4 separate regions of the Mus musculus genome follow, and all the other regions are linked to region 4. The links are chromatin contacts, called in public HiChIP or PLAC-seq and promoter capture Hi-C maps. All regions are on one chromosome and are shown on one strand. Each heading gives the region's core, a stretch centred on a gene start, on an enhancer-like site or on the middle of the called end of the contact. The rest is flanking DNA. Distances are from core to core; before and after follow the strand shown. Region 1 overlaps Epb41l2 (erythrocyte membrane protein band 4.1 like 2). Region 2 overlaps Epb41l2 (erythrocyte membrane protein band 4.1 like 2). Region 3 holds the start of Smlr1 (small leucine-rich protein 1). Region 4 holds the start of Akap7 (A kinase (PRKA) anchor protein 7).

Region 1 (3,273 bases), core at 564-3,063, 220 kb before region 4:
TCAAGACAACATCCACACACCTCACAGAGCATGGAGAAGTCAAACTGGTACCTACCAGAGCCTTCACCTCTCATGGACTACCTACCATGCATGGTACTTGAAGTACACTATCTGCACACTATCAAAAGACAGTGTTAAACCCAACCCAACTACAAATCTGGTTTATAGATGTGTCCTGCCTGTAGGATACAAAGATGTGGTGGTGGCACAAAAGCTGTGGCAGCGACCAGCCTCTATATGATTAGTTGTTTTTTAAGGTCTGTTCCATGAGATGAAATGCAAGCTTAACATTCATTGCTCATGTGGTCAAGAACTTAATACTAGCTGGTAATGGATGCAGGAGGAAACCCAACACTACTGTCCTGCTAAAGGCACACAGCATACAAGACTCCAACACCACTCTGCAATGCTCATAGATTAGTGCCTTGTTCAGCCATCATCTGAGTAGCTTCTCTTGAACAAGATGGCAACTAACACAAAGACCCACAACTGGACAGGATACAGAGTGAGACCTTGGAACAACACCCAGTCCTAAATAGGATGTCTCCATCAAATCCCTCCATACAGAGCTCAGTGAACTCTGTAGAAGTTAGAATGAAAGATTTAAGACCCAGTAGGGAAGACACCAAAGAAACAAGTCTTCTAGACACCGCAGGACCGACATATCATGCATGGGGACTACACAGGTCTAAGCCAGATAGGGTCCCAGTACTGAGAGAAAGGGGACACAAGCCCCACCCCTAACCCAGAAGCTAGCTCTAAATTATAACTGCTTTCAAAGGAAAAAAAAATGTTTTCTCCAATGAAGTCTTGCTGTGTATATAAACCACACTTAAGGGCACATACTCTTCCCAGTAGTAGATGGACAACACACAAAAAAATTTCAATGATATTTTGCAAGGTTTTATTTTTATTTGGTTGTTTGTTTTTTAAATGGTTTCCTACTTTTGTTTGTATAGGTTTTCTGTATATGCAAACGTATGTCTTTGCATTGCTTGTATGGGTTGCTGTATATGCAAAGGTATGTCTTTGCGTCTGTGTGTTCCTTGTGCTTTTTCTTTTGCTCGTTTTTGTTTGTTTTGTATTATTCTGGTTCATTTGTTTTTATTTTATTTTTTTAATGATTGTTTTCGAATGAGAGAAACAAAGGGTAGAGATTTGAGTGGGTGAGATAGTGAAAAGAGCTGGGAGAAGCTTTCGGAGGGAATTCATAATCAAAATATATTATATAAAAAATCTATTTTCAATTAAAAGAAAAAAGACATACATCTAGGTGCTCACAGTCTGCACTGAATTTCCTGAAAAGATAAGCAGCCGCCCAAAGTGGGTCCAGGGACCAAACACAGTTCTTTTAGAAGTACAGCCACTGACCCATTTTTCCAGCCCCGTTTTTCTTCTTTGTAAGAAGCTGATGGATAACATTTGGAGCAATAGCAGTTTCCCCACCTCATCTTCTGTACTGGCTGATTTCATGTCAACCTGACAGAAGCTGTGCTCATCAGAAAGAAGGGAGCCTTAATTGAAAAGATGTTGCCATAAGATGTGGCTGTAATGCATTTTCAAAATTCGTGATTGATGGGGAAGGGCACAGGTCATCGTGGTGGTGCCATCCCTAGGCTGGTGATCCTGGGTTCTATAAAGAAGCAGGCTGGCAAGCCAGTAAGCAGCACCCCCATGGCCTCTGCATCAGCTCCTGCCTCCAGGTTGAGTTCCTGTCCTGACTTCCTTTGATGATGAAGAGTGGTGTGGAGTTTAAGCTGAGTCAGCCCTCCCCTTCCCTGGCTGCTTTTCATCATGCTGTTTCATCACAGCAACACAAACAACTGAGCATTTGCAGGCCCTAGTTTGTCCTCCAACATTGCAGGCAAGAAGTCCCAGGGGTGGAACTGAGGCTGTCCATCTGGAAAATGAGTCCCAGGGACGGAACTGAGGTTGTCTAGCTGGAAGCAAGAGCTTTTACTTGCTGGGCCATCTCACTGCCCTCATTAAATTCTCAAAGGTAGTTTAAAGATAGGTAACTATAATGTAAATACTTTGAGATAGGTTTTTCCAAATTGTCTTCTAAGAAATAAAATATATAGTATGTAACTATGGTTTCTTCTCACAATCTCCAAGCAGTGATTAAAACATACATTTTTACCACATGGGTAAAAAATGTTATACTAGATGTATAATTTTTAATGATTTAAGCAAAAGAATAAGGCCAAAGTTTTTTGTTTGTACTTAAGTTTTCAAATGGTTTACCTGTGTGATCATTAGCCTATTTTTCTCCAGAAGTGTTTACATTTTCTTCATAAATTATTAGATTTCCCAGTTTGTTGAGAATATTAGTCCTTTTCTGCTGGTTATATTAAACACCACTTATCACTATTTTCCCCTTTGGTTCAGCTAAAATCTTAAACTTTTAGGCAATACTAGCTTTATGCTCTCTCTATAGCTCACTGTTTGATACATAATGTTTAACATATAGATTTTAAAGACTATAAATCTAGCAGAAAGGTGCCAGCATCGCCCCCAGCAGTCACTGTGACTACTAACTACCAAGTGCACTAGCACACTTGATGGGAGAAGGAGCGTAAGTGCCCACTGCTGGCAGCTTCTTTAGAAGGCCATTGGCACTAGACAGCCAGCCAGAGGTTTGTGCTCGAAGAGAACAACAATGTGGAGAAACTCATCCGGTGAAGACACTGATGGAGAACTGCACAAACAGGGACACAGGGCAGCCAGGCAAGGCTGCGGATGGCCAGGCTCACTTACCTTATTCTTCTCCTTCCTCCGCCAACTCTGTTTCTTTGTGCACTACCACCCTTGTGACCGACATATCAGGGTGCTGCTCTCTCGCTTCCCGTATGGCCTGAGCCAGCGCCTACCAGGGTCAGAAGAACAAGCAACTATGAGCTGAGTATTTGGCTCCACACAAAGATGGCAGAATACACGCAACTTCATCAACCAGACACAAGCTCCAGCAATCTGTTCTTGTGCCTTCCTTTACAGTAACAGGGCTGTTTGAATTGGGGTCGTGGCAAAGAATACCTGCTGTTCTGCACTTCCTGTCCTTCCTGTGCACCTCAGCAGGGTGATGCATGGAGGAGAGCTCGCTGGCTTTGAAGCCCGTTCTCACCTGGAACTGGGTGCACTCACTGTACTATACTGAGTTTTGGCTTGCACGCACATTAGGAGAACATAAGTTTTCTCTGAGCCTTATATAACTTTTACCTGGAAGTGCAGACTAAGGCAATAAAGAATATTTTGAGGTTTGCTGTATGAACGTAA
Region 2 (2,992 bases), core at 95-2,594, 170 kb before region 4:
CCCGAAGCAGAAACCAGAGAGCAATGCAGCCTAGGCCATGCCCTTCTGCCTCTCTCACTGCTTCATTCTCAGTGAGGTTTCTTAAATAGCTCACACCTACCTGCCTATGGATGGAGCTGCCCAGAATAGGTTTGGGCCTTCCTTCATCTACCATCAATCAAGATGATCTCTAACAAACATGGCCATGGGCTAACTAGATCTGGGCAATTCAATCGAGGTTCCGCCTTCCCAGGGGACTCTAGGTTGTATCAAACTGACAACAGAAACTATCCAGTACAGGATCCTTACCCAGAGATACCAGAGGCTGTGTCTACATGACAGGACTGAGCAGCAGAAACCACTGTTTCCTACCACACTGGCTTCCACTATGTAAGCTCCATTCCTCCCATGGAGGCAGGAGGTCTTGTCCACTCTCTGAGAGTACAGTTGTACACAGGCATGGATAGACTGTATCCATGCTCTCTAGGGTGCTTGGCATTTTTAGGGAACCTAACATTAAATATTAAAATCCAATACGTGTTGAGTGTTATCTGTCCATTTCTGCTTCCTCCTCCCCTGCAGTCTTCTTAAATGACTACACATTATTTTATTAAATTTACTTTTATTGAATAGTTATCTTTGAGTATGTAGGTTATGGTTGGTATATAATTTCTTGACTAGTGTTATAAATAATCAAGCAAAAGTTTAAAATATTTAATGTAACATTATAGAGGAACTTAAGTATATTCGTTGGATTACCAATTACACAAAACCAAGCATAAACTATTTGTGCTGCTCTGTTCTGACTCCTCTATAGTCAGGTTGCTCTTGGAACTCCTGACCCTCCACCTCACTTTTCCAAGTGCTAGGAAATTGTATATATATATATATATACTACCATACTTCACAAACAAAAAAATAAAATGGAAATTAACTTCTCTGGGTTGACACTTAAAGAAAAAAATGAATAAAGCATTAGACACATAAGAAATGAAAACCAGCATCAGTGAATAAAGAAGATGTTGAGATTAAAGATGGTGGTGAGTGGACACATAAGTACACACGTGTGAGCACACACAGCAGCCCCTCAGGGAATACTAGGATGTTCCTTACTATGGTAAAGAACTGGCTACTGTAACCACAAATACAGACTTTGGGCTTAGAAATATATGGAGTCAAACTACCACTTACTTCCCACCAGTTCTATGACTTCATTACATTTTTCACCCCGACTAAGCCTCAATTTCCTCAACAGCAAAATAGAATTCACAACATCTACCCAACTGAAGTGACCATCTTCCACCCTGGAGTCGCCCACTACTCTTCAGGCTGGATCTTAGGATTTCAGAGTTTGAACTGCTCACCCCCAGCAAAAGTGTGCCCATGTCTTCTTTGTTTTGGAGAGTCTCAGATTGGCTATGAGAATTTAACAAATTCACCCAAGTTCTCGTGTGTTAGGCAAATGCTGAAAGGATGAGAGTAGTCTTGTCTTAACCCTCCCCTTCCACAAGAACACGCACTGTTTCACCAGCTCCCTTCACTATGAACTGAACCACATGACACCAACACAAGAGGGAAGTTCCAGGTTTTCTGCATCACAGTGAAACTTATAGCCCATCTGGAGAACAGAAAATAATAAAGTTTAAATGAACTACACGTAGGATCTTGCTAAAGTTAATTACTATGCGCCTTTAGTTCTGCTTCTGGGGAGGATGGGTGGCTAGTAGTCAACTCCTTTAAACTTCAGAAAGACAGCATGGATATCAACTATACTTCTAAAAAGCACCTCTTATAGTACTGCTTATAGGAAACTGACTTATATAATGTCTGAGTCGAGTCAAATGTTAGACTCTGTTAACAACAAAAATTCAAGACTTTCCTCTTGAAGAGTCCAATATCTTTAATGATGAATTCATTTATTAATGAACACCAAAACTATATCAACTTACAATTCTGTATCAAAGAAAAGCATGTTGCTTTAGTCTATAAACTTTTAACATTTTCTATAGCACAGTTTACATGAGACTTTAACAGATGGTGAAAAGTTTGACACTAACTTACATTTTTATAATCACAATAAACTGAAATGCTTCCAACTCCGTGTCACAACTAAGAGACACAATGCTATACTAAAACCAAGATAGCACACATTTTCCCACATGACAAATTGCTACACAAAATACTTATAGCTCTGTCTAAATCCCACTTTACAAGAGGCTGAAGTAAGTACCCACGGCTTCTTTAAATGCATAGTATTTAGTGTGGGGAAGCAGCACAGCCAGGAGTCTGACACGGTGGTAAAGCCTGGGTCTGGCATACACACAACACAGGGACACACCCCATCTCCTACAGTGGGAACCTCAAGAACTTCAAAGAAGGACTGTGAAGCTAACTTTGACAGTAACAATTTTCTGGGGAAAAAAAAAAAGGAAGACTGTACACATCTATATTGAGAAGAATGAAAGTTGTTTTGCCTAAATGTATTTGAGACCTGGATTTTGCCTATACATATTTTTATATATAAACACATTGTATCTAAAAATGAGCATTATAGTCACATAATTATGTAACTTAACACATTCAAACTATATTTGAGTACTCACTTTCTGAAAAGTAAGTCTCCCAGAGGACACAGATGCAAAGTGTAAGTACTAAAGTGCCCATCCCACTTTACCATCATGTTATGTGACATGTAAGAAACACTGACCACAAAGTTAGGTAAGGAATGCTTGGCTCCTCTTCAGCAAGTGGCATCTTTCTGTCACTGAGAACATCAGCCTTACACTGTCTTTGAGGAGATGCAGATTTACCCACCTCTGAGCTATACTCCCAGCTCCCTTCTGATCTTATCATCTTAAGCCAAACCCTGGGTCTCCTCATCACACAACTCCCCACCTCCTTACACTTCAGCATCCTGTTTCTAGATACAACCAGGGTAATGAGGCGAAAAGCAACACACAAATAAGGTTTGTATTAATACTAATATGCTGATGACAGAAGAAACTGCTAAGTC
Region 3 (3,043 bases), core at 268-2,767, 240 kb before region 4:
GGGGCTAAGCGCTGTTATTCACATTGCCTCTTCTCCACACTCAACGAAGCCTAGGCATTCAGGTAAGCCTTGCCGAGTGGGTGGATACAGAACATCCATCCTAGCAGCTGGCTAACATCAAACCTGTTTGCCTCCAGTTAATGAAGGTTCTCTGAAGATTGACACTTTACAAATCAGCATTCTAGCCCAGCTGAATAAGCACCAAATAACCATCTCAACAGAGAGCATGCACAAACCACAGCAGCAGCAGCCCTCTGTGGAGAGAGGAAGAGAAGGAAATACATTCAATGAATGCAGGCTCAATACTGGTGTTCTAACACTCTCCTTCCAACTTTGTTACTTACTCAGGGATGCCAGGCAAGCCCCCCCCCGGCCCCTTTACCCTTACCAGTTGAATTGTTTAGTGAAGGTGAGAGCCTGTCCGCATGGCCACACACAGTCCCAGGTAGAAGAATGTAGATGGTACTGAAGGCAGTCCTTTAAAGTGGACTCTGTCAGCTTCCCACCAGCAGCAGCCTATGGGGTGGGACAGAGAGGGGACACAAGTCGGAAGTGAAGCCCTGAATGTGGTTACCAATCTCCTGCAAACTTTCCCTCGGTCTTGAGGCTGGAGAGATGGCTCAGTAGTTAAGAACACTGGCTGCTCTTCCAGAGGACCCAGGTTCAATTCCCAGCACCCACATGGCAGCTCACGAGTGCAGGTAACTCCAGTTGCAGGGGTCTGTCTGGCACCCTCAAACAGATATATTGTGCAGTCAAGACACTAATGTACATAAAATAAAAATGAAATTTAAAAAGAAAAAGCCCAAACTTTTCCAAAGTCTCTAAAGATCCTTTGAGTTAGGAAATGAGTCTTTTAGTCAACCTTAGTAGTCTAGTAGCTTTGGAAGTTTTCCCCTAAATTGGTACAAGGCAGCTCACTGGTAGTCAATAGATGATCATGAACCTTGGCATTTGCCAGTTTATTGCCGTCTCTTATCCTGGAAGTCTGGAGTTGTCATAACAGCCTGCATTTTGGGCCAAGGCAAATGAGTAGACAGCGGAGAGGAAAGTGAGCTGCAGCAGTTAGGAAAGGGCAGGGCCCTGCCGTTGTCTGGACCCCCCCCCCCCCCCACTCACCTGCGGCTATCATCTACGTCTCTGCTGCGTATATCTGACTTCCAGACTGAAGGTCAGGCTCTAGTAGAATTAAGTGATTGTCAAATCCATCAATGTGCCCTCCAGAGAGGCACTCAGAGCAGAACCAACCAGGCAGTTTTCACATGTGGCAAGCGTGTTTTTCCTTCTCAGTATCTGTCACATCAACTATGGGCATTACCATGACAATTCCGACATTTTCAGCTCTGAAATGTAGGAAGAGGGGTAAATGTTCTCCCTGGGCCTGGGTTTCTGTGAAAACACATAGAGAGAAGGGCATTTGTTTGAAGTCAGATATTTAACCCCAGCCTACCAGGACCATCCCACTTCCTGTCAGACAAAGACGCATCTCCAGGACAGCTTGGGAGGTTTACTCTTCGGTTCTTCTACAACTGTAGCTGAGTTACAGAGTAACTTGCCAACAGCGCTCCAGTATTCACTCCACTAATAAGCCAGAGCAAAGTCCACAACAGGTTTCATGGAAAAGCATGAGCAAAGGCCAGAACTTCGGGAAAGGACAACCACAGAGCAGAGCCAAGTCGCCTGTCCCGAGCAGTGGGGACCATGAGCTCCGTGCTGGCAATCTTCTTGCAGGAACTCCCCGGCCCTGTCCTGGTCCTGGGGATCTTCCTGCCTGTGACCTTGCTGCTTCTCCTCCTTCTTGCCTACTTCAGGATCAAACTGATGGCAGGTAAGTGTGAGACCCCACGAGGAAGGGTTTGGTTCATCCTTGAAACACACCCAAGCCGGCAGGTGCTCTGGGAAGCTGGGGAGATGTACCTGTTTGATTGACAGATTTCTTCCCCCACCCTCCAGCCCTTTCTTGATGAACGGGGCAAAGTTTGATACTTTCAACTCTGTAAGTTATGAGGTACGTAGGGTTTGTCCACTTGCTATAGGGCGTCCTTCACTGTGGTTCCCCGTAGACAGTCAACTGTGAATCACCGAATTGGACATAGGGTTGCTTGTTTATTTCTCAAGGCATCAGACTCTATGCTGTCCACGGTCTGCCTCCCCCACGTAACAGATGTGTGTGTATATGTCATAGTCCTCACAAGGACTACTGTCAGTCACACGTGCACTGGGCTCCCACTGACACTGAGTGCCGCTGAGAGACTTAAGGGATTTGAATGGCCCAGGTGGGAACTAGTCCATCGTACTACCCCCACATCTTATCTCTGCTGCTTCCTTCTCAAGATAAACCTTCAGAACCTCGAAAATGATTCAAGCGTGAAGTGAGGCATACAGCAGGTCAAGATGGACTCATAGTACACACACACACACAGGTTTTCATGACTCTGCACACATGTATACACCCATGATCATGTACATGTGCGTATGCCTTCTTCAGCCTCTGAACTTCTGCTTAAGAAATGTTCTAAGCATTGTGCTATCGGCGTTTAGCCAACGCAAAACATTGGATCTGGACTGCAGCAGAGATTTTCCATAAGATGGGTAGATTTAAAAAACAAACAAACCAACCAACCGGAAACCACGGGATACATTCAGAAGCTTTAGGTGATCTGCTGTGGGCGTTTTGTTCCTGGACTGAGATTGTTTGCTCTGGAGCCGAGCTGTGTTTTGAGAGGGTGCATGTTCATTTGGTTTTTCAGTAAGTTCTAGATGCCATAAAGGTTAATGCTTATTTTAGGCACGTCACTAAAGTCAACCCGCTTCTTAATTTGGACGGTTTCATATTAAACTACTGAAAAAAACAAGTTTGAAAGCTGGTATGGTTGTACACAGCTGTGATTCTAGCACCCAGGGGGCTGAGACAGGAGACTTGCTTAAATTTGAGTTGAGCCTGGACTATAACATGAGTCTCTGTCTTAAAACGATTGTAAAGTCTCTGCTCAGTCTACAAAAACTCGCCAAGATCAAGCAAAGCATTCCTGTGTGCTCTTAA
Region 4 (2,955 bases), core at 375-2,874:
GACTGGAAGGAGACTTCCAAGTAGAGAGCTTTCAGCTCAAGTTTGGTGTGGGTCTCTGCATCAGCTCCCATCAGCTGCCAAAGGCAGCCTCTCTGATGACGATTGGGCTAGGCACTGATCTATGAGTACAGCGGAATATCATTAGGAACCATTTGCGATTTTCTTTTTCTTATCAAAGGTCTCTGGGCTGTCCAGCCTCTGGTTCCTGGTCATGCTGTAGTATCAAGCATGGGCTTCCTTTTGTGGCGTGAGCTTCAGACTAGAGCAGTCACTGGTTGGCCACTCTCCCAAGATCTTTGCCTCCTTTGCCCCAGCACATTATTTCAGACAGGGTAGATTGTAGGTGAAAGGTTTGGGGGCTGGGTTGGTGTTCTGGTTCCTCCACTGAAGTTATATCCCAAGGCTAAGGATTACACCACAGATGTGTGGTTAAAATAGAAACACAGCGCTTTGGTTTTGTTTTGTTTTTAAAAGGAGGGAAATCCAGGAGTGGGCTCTTGAGCTGAAGGAAGACACCTCGCCCCCAAGCATCAGACCACACATGAGGTGCAGAACCCACGTCTCCCAGGTCTGTAGCGTCCTTTGTGAAGCCCGAGGAGGGGGGAGTGGGGGTAGTGCTCTACTCTTTGCAAACTGGCTGTCAACCTTGCTGTGTCAGTGCACTGCTCCTACTCCCCAGTTACATAAATACACCTTTAAAACAGAGTGGGGAGTAATCCTTACAAAGAGAAATGTATAGTCTACTTCCAGCAGGAAAAGGGAGGGCAAAGAGTTGTTTCTCTGTCTACTGCGTAAAGTAATCCTTATGCTTAAACGTCTTATCTGTACCCTGTCCAGTCCAGCTAGCATCGGCTGGCCTTTGAGGATCCTCTTGCCGCAAGCTCCCTTACTTATTTTTCGTTCTTTCTCTGTGATTAGATAGCCTGCTCCTTTAAAAAGACCGTTTTCCGTGAAGATCCACAAAAAGGGGCTAAGCAGGGAATTCTTCAAAGTTCCCTACCAGCTTTAAGGGCTACAGCTGTGGAGAAGAGACACACCACCATATTTTCTTAAATTAAAATTACATTCCCCAACAAACCAGCAGTAATACCACCATTTGCCCCCAGCCCGGAAAAAAACAGTAGCATTCTTTTCTACAAGACATATTCATATTTTAACTATTAAAAAAAATAGTTTTCTCTTATTTTATTCAGATACTGAGGAGCCTTGCCTGCAAAAAATTTGTAGATGATTTCATTTAACAATTCCAACTTTTAGCTCTTAAACTGCTGTTGAAAATGCTACTTTTGGGGGGGGGGTAATGGCAAGTAAATAAAAGCATCTCATTATAGCGACGTTCAAGGTCTCGCTATTGTATTGTACATTTTGCTCAGCCCGCCTATTTTGCAATCAGATCTGTGTTTCCAAAGCTCCACGCTAAAGCAAACACACGGGTTCTCAAGGGACAGCGGGCCAAGGAATGCTCTCTGGATCCCTGGCTCGCCCCTCCGAGCGTGGGACGGGAAGGGCCGCGCCGCAGGAAATAACCGAGGGCGGCCAGAGGTCGGAGCCCGAGCCCAGCACGGCCCCGGGGACCGCCCCGATCCGGGTATCCACGCCTCGCCGGGCCGGCCCCTTCCGGCTCCTCCTGAAGCGGCGGGTGCCGGGGATGCTGCGACTCGCGGGGCGTTGCGCCTCCGCAGGCCTGGCCGCCGCGGCCCGCGCCCCCGCCGTCCCGCGCGCCCCGGGCCCGCGCCTCCGTCTCTGCGCCGCGACCATGGAGCGCCCCGCCGTGGGTGAGAGCGCTCCGCCCTGCGCGCCCCGGGGCGGCCTCTGCCGTGGGGCGTGCTCGCCCGCCCCGCTCCGCCTCCCAGGCCGCCCGCAGCCCCACGCCCCTCGCGATCGACCCTCCCCCTACACCCTGGGCATCCCGGTCCAGCCCGGTAGTCCGGGCAGTTTGGTTGCATCCGTGGGTCTCCGTGCACCACTCCACTCCTCGAACCGAAAGGGGTGTACACACAAGTTGTTGTTTCTCTTACCTCTTCCTATCTTGTGACCCATGACCCAGAGTTTTGCAGCACATCCTTTCCTACTGTGTTGGGGAGGTTAACAAAATCAAGGGGGGAAAAAAAAAACTCCGTTTTATTTACCTAATTATTTTTTAAAATGGCAAATAGAAGCCTCTGAACACTGTCTTGTCTCATTTAGGGTTTTACTCGAGGCTTGGCAAGGCACACTTTAAAACGGGCGCCAATCTGCTGGCGCCCAGGATGTACTTCAGCTTGGGTCAACTTTCGTTGTATGCTGAACCTGGGTAGGAATTAGAGGTTGGACTCGGAGGGAAAGGGACTGGGAAGTAAGGGGAAAAAGGTGTTCTACAAGAACACCTACATGTATACAAAGCGTAAGAATATTAAAATAGGCAGTCCAAGCATGCTATGTAAATACTTTATATGTATGTAAATATAAATCAGGTGAATAATGTACATGCGTTTATAAATTTCATGTGAATGCAATTACTCGTATCACGTGAGGAGATGCCCAGAGTGTCCCTGCTTGAGATGTTTTTATAAGGTTACAGGAGTGTGGGTAATAGGCAGAAGGGAATAGGGTAATAGTTGGAAAGAGAGGACTCTTCTCACCTTTTTACACCGTGTGGCTTTGCAGTTTGGGATGCTGTTAGCGCATCGTTTCCCTATAGTGACAAAGCTTATGGCACTTGTCCAGTTTACTGGGTCCTTCCATTCATGTAGTGTCGATTTGTCAATTTCTCCTTAATAATTTGGATTGCTCCCTCTTCATGAGGCGCAAATGGAAGCACACTGGGTAAGTGGCCTGGTTGGCATGAAGTTTAAACATTTCTGGAGACCTACTCTGCTGTTTTACGTAGCTAGTCGAAGTAGATAGACCGTAATGAATGACAGGCCCATTCCATAGCTGTTTACAGTGCTGGGGAACCAGAAGAGAGTCTTGCCC

What was found. Promoter capture Hi-C pulls out the DNA fragments that hold promoters and counts their contacts. HiChIP or PLAC-seq counts read pairs in DNA pulled down with a chosen protein or histone mark.
Region 1: a contact with region 4 is called in a promoter capture Hi-C map of liver. The contact joins the enhancer-like site here to the promoter of Akap7 in region 4. A contact is called at or near these places in 5 of 39 promoter capture datasets (the C10 cell line, the HPC-7 cell line, the SN4741 cell line and 2 more), 1 of 484 Hi-C or Micro-C datasets (muscle stem cells), 2 of 115 datasets of contacts at active chromatin or transcription factors (large pre-B cells and stem cell-derived neural progenitor cells) and 3 of 9 other capture datasets (adipose tissue, liver and pancreatic islet).
Region 2: a contact with region 4 is called in an H3K4me3 HiChIP or PLAC-seq map of bone marrow-derived macrophages, with 6 times the contacts expected there. The contact joins the enhancer-like site here to the promoter of Akap7 in region 4. A contact is called at or near these places in 12 of 39 promoter capture datasets (the C10 cell line, the HPC-7 cell line, the SN4741 cell line and 6 more), 2 of 484 Hi-C or Micro-C datasets (bone marrow-derived macrophages and embryonic fibroblasts), 20 of 115 datasets of contacts at active chromatin or transcription factors (the NIH/3T3 cell line, SST interneurons, bone marrow-derived macrophages and 11 more) and 4 of 9 other capture datasets (adipose tissue, liver, macrophages and 1 more).
Region 3: a promoter capture Hi-C map of embryonic stem cells shows a contact between it and region 4, with 5 times the contacts expected there. The contact joins the promoter of Smlr1 here to the promoter of Akap7 in region 4. A contact is called at or near these places in 5 of 39 promoter capture datasets (the SN4741 cell line, embryonic stem cells, hematopoietic stem and progenitor cells and 1 more), 2 of 484 Hi-C or Micro-C datasets (liver and muscle stem cells), 1 of 115 datasets of contacts at active chromatin or transcription factors (large pre-B cells) and 3 of 9 other capture datasets (adipose tissue, liver and pancreatic islet).

The regions. Positions count from the first base shown.
Region 1 is chr10:25,512,566-25,515,838 of GRCm38.p6, reverse strand. It overlaps Epb41l2 (erythrocyte membrane protein band 4.1 like 2), which reads right to left. Exons shown (of 20, transcript NM_001199265.1): 19 at 2,758-2,866. The coding sequence ends at 2,759. Among named protein-coding and RNA genes, the nearest start is that of Smlr1, 22 kb to the left of the region's middle. Within about 2 kb of position 1,813, at least 3 of the 459 cell types and tissues checked have an H3K27ac peak or open chromatin away from gene starts, as enhancers often do. A contact at or near this core is called in liver, where this site is marked.
Region 2 is chr10:25,463,028-25,466,019 of GRCm38.p6, reverse strand. All of the region lies in intron 4 of Epb41l2 (erythrocyte membrane protein band 4.1 like 2), which reads right to left. Among named protein-coding and RNA genes, the nearest start is that of Smlr1, 72 kb to the left of the region's middle. Within about 2 kb of position 1,344, at least 12 of the 459 cell types and tissues checked have an H3K27ac peak or open chromatin away from gene starts, as enhancers often do. A contact at or near this core is called in bone marrow-derived macrophages and microglia, where this site is marked.
Region 3 is chr10:25,534,746-25,537,788 of GRCm38.p6, reverse strand. It overlaps Smlr1 (small leucine-rich protein 1), which reads left to right and starts at 1,517. Exons shown (of 2, transcript NM_001195596.1): 1 at 1,517-1,828. The coding sequence starts at 1,702. It overlaps Gm29571 (predicted gene 29571), which reads right to left and starts at 1,403. Exons shown (of 4, transcript NR_136909.1): 1 at 1,120-1,403; 2 at 389-516.
Region 4 is chr10:25,295,748-25,298,702 of GRCm38.p6, reverse strand. Akap7 (A kinase (PRKA) anchor protein 7) reads left to right here and starts at 1,624. Exons shown (of 8, transcript NM_001379238.1): 1 at 1,624-1,775. It overlaps Gm40617 (predicted gene, 40617), which reads right to left and starts at 94. Exons shown (of 6, transcript NR_166644.1): 1 at 1-94.